Regions from separate parts of the Rattus norvegicus genome. Here region 2 is linked to region 1. The links are chromatin contacts, called in public Hi-C maps. All regions are on one chromosome and are shown on one strand. The core of a region is the stretch at or near the end of the contact, and the rest is flanking DNA. Distances in the headings are between cores, read along the strand shown. Region 1 holds the start of Rnf128 (ring finger protein 128). Region 2 overlaps Rnf128 (ring finger protein 128).

What was found. Hi-C and Micro-C count contacts between places; a contact is called where the count stands out from the background.
Region 2: a Hi-C map of kidney shows a contact between it and region 1, with 2.4 times the contacts expected there. The contact joins the enhancer-like site here to the promoter of Rnf128 in region 1. A contact is called at or near these places in 2 of 12 Hi-C or Micro-C datasets (kidney and liver).

What each region holds. Positions count from the first base shown.
Region 1 is chrX:108,023,918-108,030,759 of GRCr8, forward strand. Rnf128 (ring finger protein 128) reads left to right here and starts at 4,471. Exons shown (of 7, transcript NM_001173349.1): 1 at 4,471-5,152. The coding sequence starts at 4,669.
Region 2 is chrX:108,062,300-108,068,896 of GRCr8, forward strand. All of the region lies in intron 2 of Rnf128 (ring finger protein 128), which reads left to right. Among named protein-coding and RNA genes, the nearest start is that of Rnf128, 37 kb to the left of the region's middle. Within about 2 kb of position 3,917, at least 1 of the 93 cell types and tissues checked has an H3K27ac peak or open chromatin away from gene starts, as enhancers often do. A contact at or near this core is called in kidney, where this site is marked.

The sequences.
Region 1 (6,842 bases), core at 3,221-5,720:
CTGAGAGCGAAGACCCTAGTTGAATAGGGATATGGCCAAGGATTCTGAAGGTCCAGAATCAGAAGAAGAGTGGGGAAGTGGGAGGGAAAGAATTGAATTACATTAACAGGAACTTTCCAACAGGGAAAGTCTTACTCAGGGTGTGATGCTTTGTGAAGGAGTGAGATCTGGTACTTGAAGTTCTCAAGCAGAAGTGGGTGCTAGCATTTCTAGTCAACTCCCTGACAATGGTGATGTGCCTGATCAACAGCAGATTTAACTCTTACTAGTGGGCAGCTCTTGTAGTGTGAAAATATTCTGCAGTAAGACGTGGGGATAAGGTAGGGACAGCCATCGAGTTACTCATCATGGAAAGACAGTTGATGCAATCAGGATAGACAATCTGAGTCTGGGGTTTGAAAGCTTTGAAATTTAACTGGTAGTGTAACTAGACGATGGCCTCCTGGGGACTGACTCAGAGTTAACCAAATTCACAGGAGACCAATATGTAAGCCAGAATGCCAATTGATTAATTTATAATGAGAAGTATAACCTCCAAATGGACCTGATACTACTGTTTGCTGATGAGTACATTATCTCCCTGTAGGCACATTTACATGAGAAGCTAAATGATAATAAGAAGGTTGCTTGGTGAGGAGGGACTCAGAGCAAGGGGATGCTTAATGGTTCACGTCATCAAGCTATGGTAGCCTAATGTCTCCATTTCATAATTGGGATAGACCGACAAAAGAGATCTGATGATGTTAGCTTCCTCACCAGTCTCTGTTTCACCAGTCTTGCTTTCAAGACAATCTGGATATTTTTTAAAACCGAGATTTGTTGTATTATTCATCTGTTCCACTAGCTTCAATATAAATCCACGACTTAGAGAATAGAAAAAATGGTTCAGTGGTTAAGAGCTCTTCCAAAGGAGGTGGGTTCAAGTTCCAGTGCTCTTGTGGCAGCTTACAACTGCCTGTAACCCTGGTTCCAGAGGATCCAATGCCATCTTCTGACCTCCATAAGTACCATGCACTCACATAATACATACTATACATTCAGGCAAAATAAACATACATATGAAAAGACAATCTAAAATTCGCAACCTAAACCCACTAATTACAAAATATAAAATATACAGAAAAGTTTAAAAAAATCAATTTAATATCTCTATGCCCACCATCTAGATGTAACAATCCTTAATCATGTTGTCAAATGTGCTTTATGTGTGTACTTATATGTGATATATGTATGATTCTGCATGTTTTAAACTCTTAACATTCCATCTACTTAACTAGTTTCATTTTCACTGCCCCGTCCTTGTTGGCACATATCCTAGCCATAACTAACTCCTAAATGTTACTTTCCTGCTTGTTCTCTGCTATTCTCATATGCCATCACTTGTGCCTGAATATCATCTTTACCCTCTTTGCTTAGGTAATACCTATGCTTTACTAAATCATACTGCTCATTATTATATATGCTTATTACCTGCCTATTTCTCTGACTCTCCTGCTAAACCTTGACTTAATTGAGAACAAGAATGTTCTTTATATGCCTCTGCCTCTTCAGTAACTTACATTAAAAAGTGTCCAATAATAGGAAAAGCCAATGACCTACTACACACTTCTACCTAGTTCTAGTACGCACAGCTCAAATCAACATGTCTAAAGTGAACTTATCTCTTTTTTGCTTATCAATTGTACACATTTTTAGGCCTCTTCCTGTACTCCCTGCCTGAATGAATCCAGTCTTTAGACTCAATTCCAATCCTCCCTCTATAGCAGCCCCCAAAATAAGTGCTGTTGATTTGGCCTTCACCATGAATCCCCATCCTGCCCACATCTGCTCAAATCTACTGCCTATCTAGTCCAGATTACCTTCACTTATCACTTGGAGTATTGCCAAAAATCTTCCTCAGATCCCCAATACTACTCTTGTTCCTTCCAATCTATTATCCACGGAAAAGCCAAAGTGATTTCTAAATTGCAGATCTGATATTACTCTCTGTTTAAATCCTGATTATATTACAGTTTTGGATAAGGTCCAGATACTAACTAGCTTCCCTCCCAGAAACTCTGAAGGTCTGGCCTTTATATGACACTTGTATTTAATCTTTTATTTTTATTACTTATTTTGTCGTGTTGGGGATGGACCCAGAACCTCACATGTGTTGGTCAAGTTTTCTATTACTGCACTTCATTCTCAGACCCCTAATCTTCTCTGTATTACCTTCCTTTCAGACTTCAAGTTTCAACCATTTTGCACTTAGAAGGCCTGCTATGATTACAGGTTTCTTGAACTTCTAGGTCAGGTCCCCATGTCTTCTCTTATGTTGCTCTTTGCCTATAAAGACTAATCCTCTTTAGCTCAGCACAGGGAACTCTTCTCTGTTGTCCACTACCTGCCTGTGCTGTATAACTTCCTTTGGAGAGACAGTACCATATGCATACACTAGTCAGTAATGCAGTGATCACTTCTTATCCTTTGAAGTGAATTCTTGAGCTTTTAGAAAGCATAGTTGATATTTTATTTGACTTACATTTAGTTCATGGTATACAGGACATGTGAGGAAATATGTAAGAAATAATAAATGGAGGAAATGAAATAAACATCTCTCTATACTTATTTTGGTAGACATCTTATAAAATACCCCCTTTCTTTTGATCACATTCTCTTCAAAGAACAATACAGTTGATTTTCATTCAACTAATATTGTTTAATTGTGCTTTGATTGTTCTCCATGAACAAACTCAGATGATTTCTGGTATTATACTAATCTACTACATGGCTGATACTACTCTGGCTTTTTTTAGGGGGTAGTATTTTAAATCTTAAAGGTTAAATTCATTGACATTGGGGGCTGGATATTCTTCCACTGATCCCATACCTACCCCCAAGTGGCTCCTAAAGTTGCTTTTAACACTCAAGGTTCATGTTTCACAGAATATCCACTTGTATTTTAGCTGGTGTTTGATAGATGGTGTTAATTTTCCTCTAGGTTTTTCTGGGGTCTTAAGAGTATCAAGAATAGAATAAACATACGCTTAATCTTGGGAAATACTATTAAGTAAATGCTGGGCCAAGGATTTAGAGAAGAGAGTGATTGGGAATGTTGTGCTGGAAATTAGCCTGAACCAAAAAAGTAGCTAAGACCGAATTCATAAACAGCATGGTCTCTGGTTATTACTGCAAGGTAACAACATTGATATTGTAGGACTCCTGTGCCCCTGAACTTGTAGAGTAACAATATTTAACATAATTTTCATACTCAGCTAAGCAGGATCCTGAGTGTTTTATAGGAAAACTTTTAACCGTCTGTCTGACCAACTCCATGGCGTTCAATGTTATCATTCCCATTTTACAATTTATAAACAAATCAAGGCACAGAGGAATAAATTCTAAAGGTTAAAAACTGTTCAGAAGTTGGGCCTGGTAGCACATGTCTTTAACTGTAATCTCAACTAAGCAAGAGGATTGCCCTAATGTATGCATATGGTACTAATTTACATAGTTGGCTCCAGGCTGGTCAGGACTACATAAGAAAACCCTGTCTAAAAAATCAAAATCATAAATAAATTCTGAACTGGCTGTCACCTGGTATATTAATTCAGTTTAGTTACATGCACAATTTTGAAAATCCAGTAAATGTGGTCGTTGACAGTATTGACGGAAATGTATGCTGAACTATAACTAACAGTGACATGTGTGAATTGTCCAGGTGGGCCGGGCTAATTCTAGTTGGTTCAAGAGAAGAAAGGTAATTAAGATCATGAATCTTGCTGGAATATCACTTAGGTCAAACCTAATTTGTGGAAGGTGAAAAAAAGAGGGGCTTGGCTTTGAGGTGTATGGAGCTGTTAATTCTTTTGTGGTTATCAAGATTGCTTGCAAGAGGCATCTGGTGCAGTGTGCTAGCCTCGGGTAATTGTAGGAAAGACACTCTGACACGTATAGCACACTCTGAGATCAGGGAAGAGAAACGTGCTGTTTGGGGCCGCTACGAAATTAATTAAATAAAGGGAGTAATGAGGACGTGCTTTGCTTGTCCTTCCCGGAGGGGGGGGGGGGGGGAACAGGAAGCATCTAACCCTAGCACTAAGGACCTACTTAGAACTCACACCCTTTGGACCTGCAGCTTTTCAGAAGTACTTTCCCAGTCTCCTGACACAAAGCCCAAACTCCCCTTCAGGCAAAGGAGAGGGAATGTGTGCCTTTCAAAACCTAAACCAATCGGACGAGGAACTGAAAGCTTGTAAACTGGCGCATTCCCCACCTTCTCTGGCCAAGTATTCTTCCTAAAAAGGACAGGACACACCTGGCTGGCCAGAGAGTCTCTTAAGTAAGGTTTTCCCACCCTGTGACCCTTTTAAGAGGCGGATCCCGCAGTGTCCTTTCCTCTCCTGTTCGCTCTCTCGCTGGCTCACTCTCCCAGCCACCTCTACCCCCAGCCGGCTGGGCGGAGCTTCGCGCGAGCGTCCCAGAGCCCGACGAGGCCGCGGCAGTCGCGAGCGAGCATCCCTAGTGCTTGCTTGCCGGAGCTGCGTCTGCAGTAGCCTGGCCGCTGACGCTGCGTGCCGGTCGGCAGGGCAGCCTGCGACCTCTCTGGCCCCGCGCCGGCTGCTAGCCGCCTGCTCCCCACCTGGTTCGCACCTAGTCCTGGCCCGGGTCTCGCGCCGAGTGCACGCCATGGGGCCGCCTCCCGGGATCGGGGTCTACTGCCGCGGCGGCTGCGGAGCTGCCCGGCTGCTGGCTTGGTGCTTCCTTCTAGCTCTGAGTCCGCACGCGCCCGGTTCCCGGGGAGCCGAAGCTGTGTGGACCGCGTACCTCAACGTGTCCTGGCGGGTTCCGCACCCCGGAGTGAACCGCACGGTGTGGGAGCTGAGCGAGGAGGGCGTGTACGGCCAGGACTCGCCGCTGGAGCCCGTCTCCGGGGTCCTGGTACCGCCCGACGGGCCCGGGGCGCTCAACGCCTGTAACCCGCACACCAATTTCACGGTGCCCACTGTTTGGGGGAGCACGGTGCAAGTATCTTGGTTGGCCCTCATCCAACGCGGCGGAGGCTGCACCTTCGCGGACAAGATCCATCTGGCTTATGAGAGAGGGGCTTCTGGAGCCGTCATCTTTAACTTCCCCGGGACCCGCAATGAGGTCATTCCCATGTCTCACCCGGGTGAGTGCAGCTACTAATTTACAGCTCTTCAAACCTCTACAGTGACCAGCTTCCCTGGTTTCCCTCCCCGCTTGCCTTTCCCTATCCCCTTGTTTGGAAAGAAGACGGGTGCCCCTTTTTGCCCCCACTAAGTAGAGCAGGGTCCTCCGGAGAGTCGCCAGGTGTGGGGGTTGGGTGCAAAAGAATTCTTCAGAATTTAATTTGTCTCTGGTGGAAAAGGGTAAGACCAACGGGGGGGAGGGGGTCACAGAGGCTGGTACAGTAGGGGGGCTTTTGCTTCTTTTCCTGATGTTTCACAAGGGTGCTTTCCTAGGATTATGGGTGTGGGAGGGTGGACATTGGCTTTTAAACTATGAGAGCGAACATTGCCTGGGAATCGCTTTGCAGTATAAAAACGGATTTTTCTCCTCTCTGGGTTTCTCTTCACATTTCCTATGAATCAAGTACAAGATTATGTTACAGTACTCAGTTAACCTCATTGTGATTTTTGTGGAAACTTTAGCTTAGGAGTTCTCTGCCCAGTGGTCTTGGATCCCAAGTAGTTCTTGTTATCAGTGCTTTTGTTTGCCTCTTGACAAACCTGATTTAGCTTCTTGAGTTCCAAAGCAGGTGATTAATGTTACTGAAAAAAAAATAAAAATAAAGGCCCAGACTTCGAAAAAAGTCTTGCAGGTACTTCAGAAATGTGTGGACATGGTAGGGTGACTATTTTACTCCCTTCATTGCCCTTCCAGAAACCTGTTTTTTGTGGTTTGTGATCTTAGGGCCTGAAGGACAAAGTGGGGAAAAAAAACAGGAGAGAGAAGGGAAGAGACTAATAACACTGTTTCATGACTGTTAAGAGCTGGGCCTAAAGTCAGACCTTGATTCAAATTTCTGCTCCTGGTGCTTACTAGTCCTGTGACCTTGGGCAACTTATCTGAACTCTGAGTCTTGGTACTCTCATCAGTCAAATGAGTCCGGGATAATAAGAAACCCATTATCCACAGGTTTGCCTCTAGGGTAAAATGAAATCAAACCTTCAGGAGTCTAGGGCAGTGTAACTAAAGGTTAGCAGATATAGAGACTCCTTTAGGAGTCTCTGAAGGAAGGAATTTAGTTATTCAACTGCATGAGAATGTATGTTCTTTTGCTTGCAGTAGTACCACTGGCCCTGCCTGGAGAGCTCTTGCCTTGAGTGAGGGGTTTCGTGGCATAATAGAGAGAGCACTGAACCAGAACCCCAGAGATTGGAGTTCCTCTGAGCCCCCTTGCTTTGCTCAGCTTTGTGACGACCTTGTACAAGTTACACATCAAATGGTAGTGTAGGCATCGAGGGGTGGGCATCGAGTTGGCAGAGCATGCACAGATATAGCCGAGATAAGAGAATACTATGGGCAGGATCAGCTCTAAAATGCTACAGTTCTTAGATTGAGTATATTGATTAAGGGAACAAACTATCTTTCCTGGATGATAATACATTGATTAGAATGCAATTGCGTTTTAAAGGCTACTCAAGTTGAATAACGAGGGTTAGGAAAATTTAAAGTCTTTATTTGGCTATCTGATTTTACAAGGATTTGACTTAGTCTTCTCCAAATGAGATTCATTTGCATGAATGATTCCCAGTTGAATAATAGGTTTTCTTTAGAGAATGACAGGTTAAACTACTGGACTTGTGTTAAGGATATTTATCTGGTAGTTTTAAGAG
Region 2 (6,597 bases), core at 2,667-5,166, 38 kb after region 1:
AATACTACACTATAAATTTAGTCAAATCTATAAATATCAACCAGATACTATTTTATGTAATTATATATTCATATTATAATGTAAACATATGAATATAACAGCATATATAAATACTTAGAAAATACTGTAGCAAATACTTACCAAATTAAGTATTTATATACACTTTTTTAAGGTATAACCTGGTGGTTTTGTTGTAAAAATTTTGACCAAAGACAATGTGAATAGACTGTAATACAAGAGGTAACAGAGTGGAACTAGTTGCTTATACTTTGAATGTTCCCAAGTGAACCATGATTGGACATTAGCCAACTCTGGGAATGTGGCCCTCAAAGTGTCCTTTATATCAGTGGTTGATGTATTGTTAGATATGGCTGGAGCAATGAACCATGTTATACCAGTTTTTCAAGATGGCTTTGCACAACAATTGAGCCAGATGATATACACCTGGTTTTATTGTCTGGGTGGTGCCTTTCAGACAGTATGGCCAGCTGCAAGCGTGATGATCCTAGCTACCAGCCCTTCCCACCCCTACCATTTGAGGCTGGGACTTTGATACTCAAATTAGTTGCCTAGATAGAGGTATTCCACACATCTCCGTACAGTTTAGTGTTAGAAATAGTAATACAAAGTGTTGTCAGATGAAGAAAGAATAGCGGTATTAATATCTTAAAATTAATCCTTGGACCTGGTACATTGGCTTATGTTTGTCATCTCAGCATTTGGGAGAATGAGGCAAGAGAGTCACTGATGTCTGAGGCTAGCCTGGCTTCACAGTGGGTTAAAGACAAGTCTGGTCTACAATGTGAGACCCTGCTTCAAAACAATCGTCTTTGAGTATAAACTATTATTAATATTATCTGGAATATTCCCAATTATGGTCTAAATTACTGTTATTTGTCTCAGTCTAGCATCTGTCTATATATACATTTAGATATGTACATATGTATGTATACACATACACACATGTATGTGTATGTGGTCATGTGGTTACATGTATGTACTGCCTAAATTTGAGAATTATTCAGGGCCCTTTACATGAGCATTTTGCCTCTTACATGGTGTAAGTTAAACAAATACTTGTCTAAATGAGACCTATCTTTATAGTCTCCTGACTTTCACACAGATTGAAAGGAGACTCCAATGCATCTTAGAATTTAATACATCCATGTACTCTAATTTTACTGGGGTTGTTTTGAGGCTGGGTTTTACTGTTGCTGGTATGTTTTTTGTTTGATTTTGTTTGATTTTGCCGGTGTGACAAGGTGCTTGAGAAAAACGAAAGCATCATAGCAGACCATGTAGCTATATAGAGTAATTACTAGCCCTGTTGTGCTTATGAAGACAAAAGAAGACAGGAAAGGTGGTGCTCCCAACATTCCCCTCAAGGATCAATACTTTTTGGACCCACTTCTGAAAGGTTCTGTCAGTTTATAGTAGTGCTAGAGGCTGGCAACAACACCCTTAGAATGAAACATTCTTTGGAAACATTTTAAGTCTTGTGCTGGAGAGATGGCTCAGTGGTTAAGAGCACTGACTGCTCTTCCAGAGGTCCCGAGTTCAAATCCCAGCAACCACATGGTGGCTCACAACCATCTGTAATGGGATCTGATGCCCTATTCTGATGTGCTTGACTGAAGAAAGCAATAGTGTACTCACCTAAAATAAATAAATTTTAAAAAGAAAACATTTAAGTCTCAAACCATACCAATTGACCTAAGGTGGTAATGAACTTTTGATATTAGCAATCCTTCCATCTCAGTTTTCCATACTGGTTGAGGCTACATCTGGGTATAACAATACCCAGATGTTATCACTAATTCTTTATCTACTTAATGCTGCATAATTGGCAAATAAACTTGTCTCCCAAATGTTCACTGTAGTGATTTGGATATGCTGTGCATTGTGAAATGATTGCAATTGCCAATTTATTGAATCTGTCCTTCACCACATAGAGTTAACACCGCATGTGTTTAGGAACATCCATTTTAAGAACTGCTCTCCTAGCAGATTTCAAGTAAACGACTTTGAATAGCAGAATTCCATAATTTTCTTCTCTTTGTAAAAAAGTTAATCTCATCGAAGCAGTGAGCAAGACAGCAGCTTCCAGGGTTGTGAGAAAGGGGAAATGTTAGCTAGAGACTAGAGTTGATTTAGACGTGCAAATTTACAGTCACACCACGATTTCTAAAGGTGCTGCTTTTATTTGTTGGAAAAGGCTACAGTCTTAGTTATAACATATCCATTGGCCAATTTTCCTTTCTTCACAATTCTTCCTTCCATATATTGCTAATAGTGGCCATCTTTGTGGTAATGATCTGTATTCTTCTTTATCTCTGTCTCCAGAGCTTTTAGATATATGAGAACTCCTTTAATCATGTGTTTCTCCTTCCTCGTAAGGAACACTTCCCCCCCCTCCCCCCCCCCCCGGAGCTGAGGACCGAACCCAGGGCCTTGCGCTTGGTAGGTAAGCGCTCTACCACTGAGCTAAATCCCCAACCCAAGGAACACTTTTTAAAAGTTGCTTCTTAATTTTTTTTTTTTTGGTTCTTTTTTTCGGAGCTGGGGACCGAACCCAGGGCCTTGTGCTTAATTTTTTAATTAAAGAAAACTTTTATATTGTAGGAACTCTTTTATCCATATTGTAGGAGCTCTCTTTATTAATCCATGGGTTTTCTTTGAACTTTCATTTTCAGTGTCTTTCATTTTTCACACCAAAACTGCCACATAGTACAGACGCTGCATTGGCTCACAGATAGGTATCATGGGGAAAGAATCCCTTTCCTCTATATTTTCGAACAAATTTAAACATTGTTTTTATAAACTCAGAGCCAAGCTTACGATTTTTCTTCATTCTTGGACAATGTCCTATATTTTTAGCTTTTTTTTTTTTTTGGTTCTTTTTTTTTCGGAGCTGGGGACCGAACCCAGGGCCTTGGGCTTCCTAGGTAAGCGCTCTACCACTGAGCTAAATCCCCAGCCCCTATTTTTAGCTTTTAATGAAGTGTTTGTTTTCTAAAAGGCAATGACTCATATACAGAAAAAAATGTAGTTTCTTTGTGTTATCCCCTTTTTTTGTGTGTGTACTTTAGCCCCATTAAGTAATTAGTGTAACTCTCTAAGTTGTTTGTGTATAGTTCAGTTACACTGAATGTTAAATACCCTGTGGCCAATCCCAGGCAGGTAAATCAGCAGGCTGTCATATGTTTTACGTAATGTGCTATGAATATACAGATGAACTACTAGGACAGCTTGTGTTCACCACAACTTTAAAATTGAAAATTATAATAAATAATGATAATTACTCTAACTTTATTTCCAGCTCCCTCCTCCCAGGCACCTCGGAAATTCTTAGAATCAAAAACAGCAACAATAACCTGAAACTGTGTTGCTGATAGCTTCAATTGCTGCTACTGTCAAAGCTTTTGTTTGCTTGGAGGAGTGGCATTAAGCTTCTGTTAAGAAAATTGGCACGCGTGCTCGTGTGTACACACACACACACACACACAGACACAGACACAGACACAGACACACAGAGAGAGAGAGACAGAGACAGAGAGACAGAGACAGACAGAGAGACAGACAGAGAGACAGAGACAGACTTCAGTTCTCAACTTGATGGTCAAATATTCTTAAGCCAGATATGATTTAACACTGAGGAGGAGAAGTTGTTAGTATAATATATCTATTTAAAATGTTTCTCAAATCACAATGTATAGCCAATTTAGAGACGATTTTAAGACTGAGTAATAGCTGACTTTAAGTGTTACCTCCCTGGTTTTGTTTTGTTTTTTTCCTTTATCTTCTTCATAAGGAAGGCGAAGCCTTTTAAAGGTTTCTTCCCTAGCACACAGTGGAGGCAGTGTACTGCTGTGGAGAGATACAAGCAGGATGGAACTGGATTGGCTCTGCACCTAGCCACCTGCCTGGACTTTAGTCAAGCTTCAGAACCCACTTGACTATAAAACGTGGATATTAAAATACCTATTTCCCATGTTAGTTAATGTTTAGACGTGATGACACAGGTAAAAAGCTTAGGGATGAACCTGATACATAGTTGGGGCCCAGTAAATGTTTTTTGTTTTTTGTTTTTTTAAAAATCACTTTCCCCAGATGTACTGGAAAAGGGGCTTTTACTAAGTAAAATTGAGAAATGTCTTATTTGACAAACCATGGAAGTGTTTATATTTTTAAATTAAATATTCTCAGAGCAGTGAGTAGCCAGTATGAGAATTTTTAAAAACAATTAAGCCCCAGTCCTCAAGGTACTAGCAGTTTAGAGGGAGAAAGGTAAAGAAATAACACACTTATAGAACCTAGAGTTCTCTTTTCAACCTATTTTTATCAATTCTTTGGGAATTTCATACAACATATTTTAACAATATTCATCCTACAAGCCTCTCCTTAACTGCATCCCTACCTACTGTCTCTTTTTTCAGCCCACTGACTCCAGTTTGTGCTGTGTGTGTATAATGTATATACTATACTATATATAATGTATAATACAATATAGTACAATGTATATATTACAGTATATACATAATATATACATACATACATACACACACACATACATACATACATACATATCATGGGTATAAAAGCCACTAGAGCAACAATTCTCAACCTGTGAGTTGAGATTGCTTAAGAAAATTGAAAAACATATTTACATTAATTCATAACAGTAGCAAAGTTATGGTTTTGAAGTAGCACCAAAAATAATTTTATGGTTGGGGGTCACCATAACATGAGGGACTACTTATTGGGCCCAGCATTAGGAAGGTTGAGAACCACTGCAATAGAGCATGGGTCATCTATGAGGAGCCACACCAAAAAAAAAAAAAAAACTGACTCTCCCTCCCCCATCAACTATAAATATTGAACTAGGCATGGGGGCTTTCTTTCAGGCCTTCCTCCATGCAGGAATGTTGACTAGTTTGATCTTGCGCAGTCAGTCACAGTTGCTATGAGTTCATGACGTCAGTGGCTATCTCATGCCTAGAAGACATTTTGTGCTGGCCATCCCTGACCTTTTGCTTTTATACTCTTCGAACAGTATCCTTTGAGAGAGGTCACTGAGCTTTGATGGGTGTGATACAGATGTCCCATTTGTGGCTGAGCACTCCACTGACATTTATTTTTTTGCATTTTGATCAGTTGTGAGTTTCTGCATTCACCATTGTCCACTACACAAAGAAATGTCTTTAGTGAGGTCTGAGAGCTACACAAAGTATTCATTTTTGTTAAATAAATTACAAAATGCCATTTGAACCTACATATTATCTTTAAATGTTGTAGGTCTTTAGAGATCTTCTATAATCAAGTTTCTTTTTTATTAATTATTTTATGTATTTATATTTCAAATGTCTCCCCTTCCCAGTTCCCCCTCCTCGAGCCCCCCACCCCCTCCCGTTCTCCTTTGCTTCTAAGAGGGTACTCTCCCACCCCCACCCACTCCCACCTTACCCCTCTAGCATCCCCCTTCTCTGAGGCGAGTTTCTTATTTAATAATTTGGCATTTAAAATTAGGTTGTATGTGAGGGTGGTGTGTGTGTGTCTGTGTGTGCGTGCGTGTGTGTGTGTGTGTGTGTGTGTGTGTGTGTGTGCACGCACGCATTTTACCCCTATCACCTATTTTTAGCTTGGTATTAATACCAGCTCCCTTTTTCCTTGAGAATAGACTCACATATGGCATACATGGCACATTTGCCTTTGAGCCCAAACCTCAGATTAATTTGTATTACATTCATATCTGCAATGAAGGAAAAATGTGTGGCATTCATTACTAGTAAACATATAAACATTATCATTGGAGACTCAAGGATTAATAATATATTGAATTGAACATTTAGGGATGAAAAAAATCAGAAAGTGCAGGCTTGAGAGCATGTGGAGGTCTATCAGGGAGTACAGCTAGTCATATACCCTTGATAAAAACAGTGCTCTGCCTCTATAGGGGAAGGTTGTCCTCTTCAACGAAGCATGAAGCTCTGGGTGAGATACACATGAATGGTAAGGTTGAAAGGGGACACCGACCTAGCCAGCCAAATTAGCTGAGTCAACCTTGGTGATGAGTAGACTGACAGACGTTGCAGCCAGATCACCCTCCCTCATCTCAGTGTGTATATATGCTTAATCAAATAAACATGCTAGCGAAATAGTACTTCCCAAAGAGTACATTTCTCCCCTTGGCTATAGAACTTGATGCTCAAACCTCAATGAGCAATGCTTTAAAGACCCATAACAAAGATATATTTCTGGGTCTATTATATGCCTTCCTGTCACTGGCTCTGTTTCCCTTTATATTGCATTTTTCTCAACGTCTTAGTAGCTCCTGATCTATGTGATAAGAAAGTACTGAGGCTTAGAAATCTGAGCCATAGCCCGGCCTGTGGGTCCTGGTTGTTGACCTAGTGAAGGGATCATAGCTTTAACAGCATGTAGGCTGAAGAAACTAGAGAACTGTCAGAAAACAGCTGAATTGTAGATGGCTTTATTGAACTAGACTCTAGGAATATAAAGATCAAGCTCTCTTAATATCCTAGCCTTTACTTGGGCTTTCATTCACAGCAGCATTAGTTATTCTTACTTATCTATATT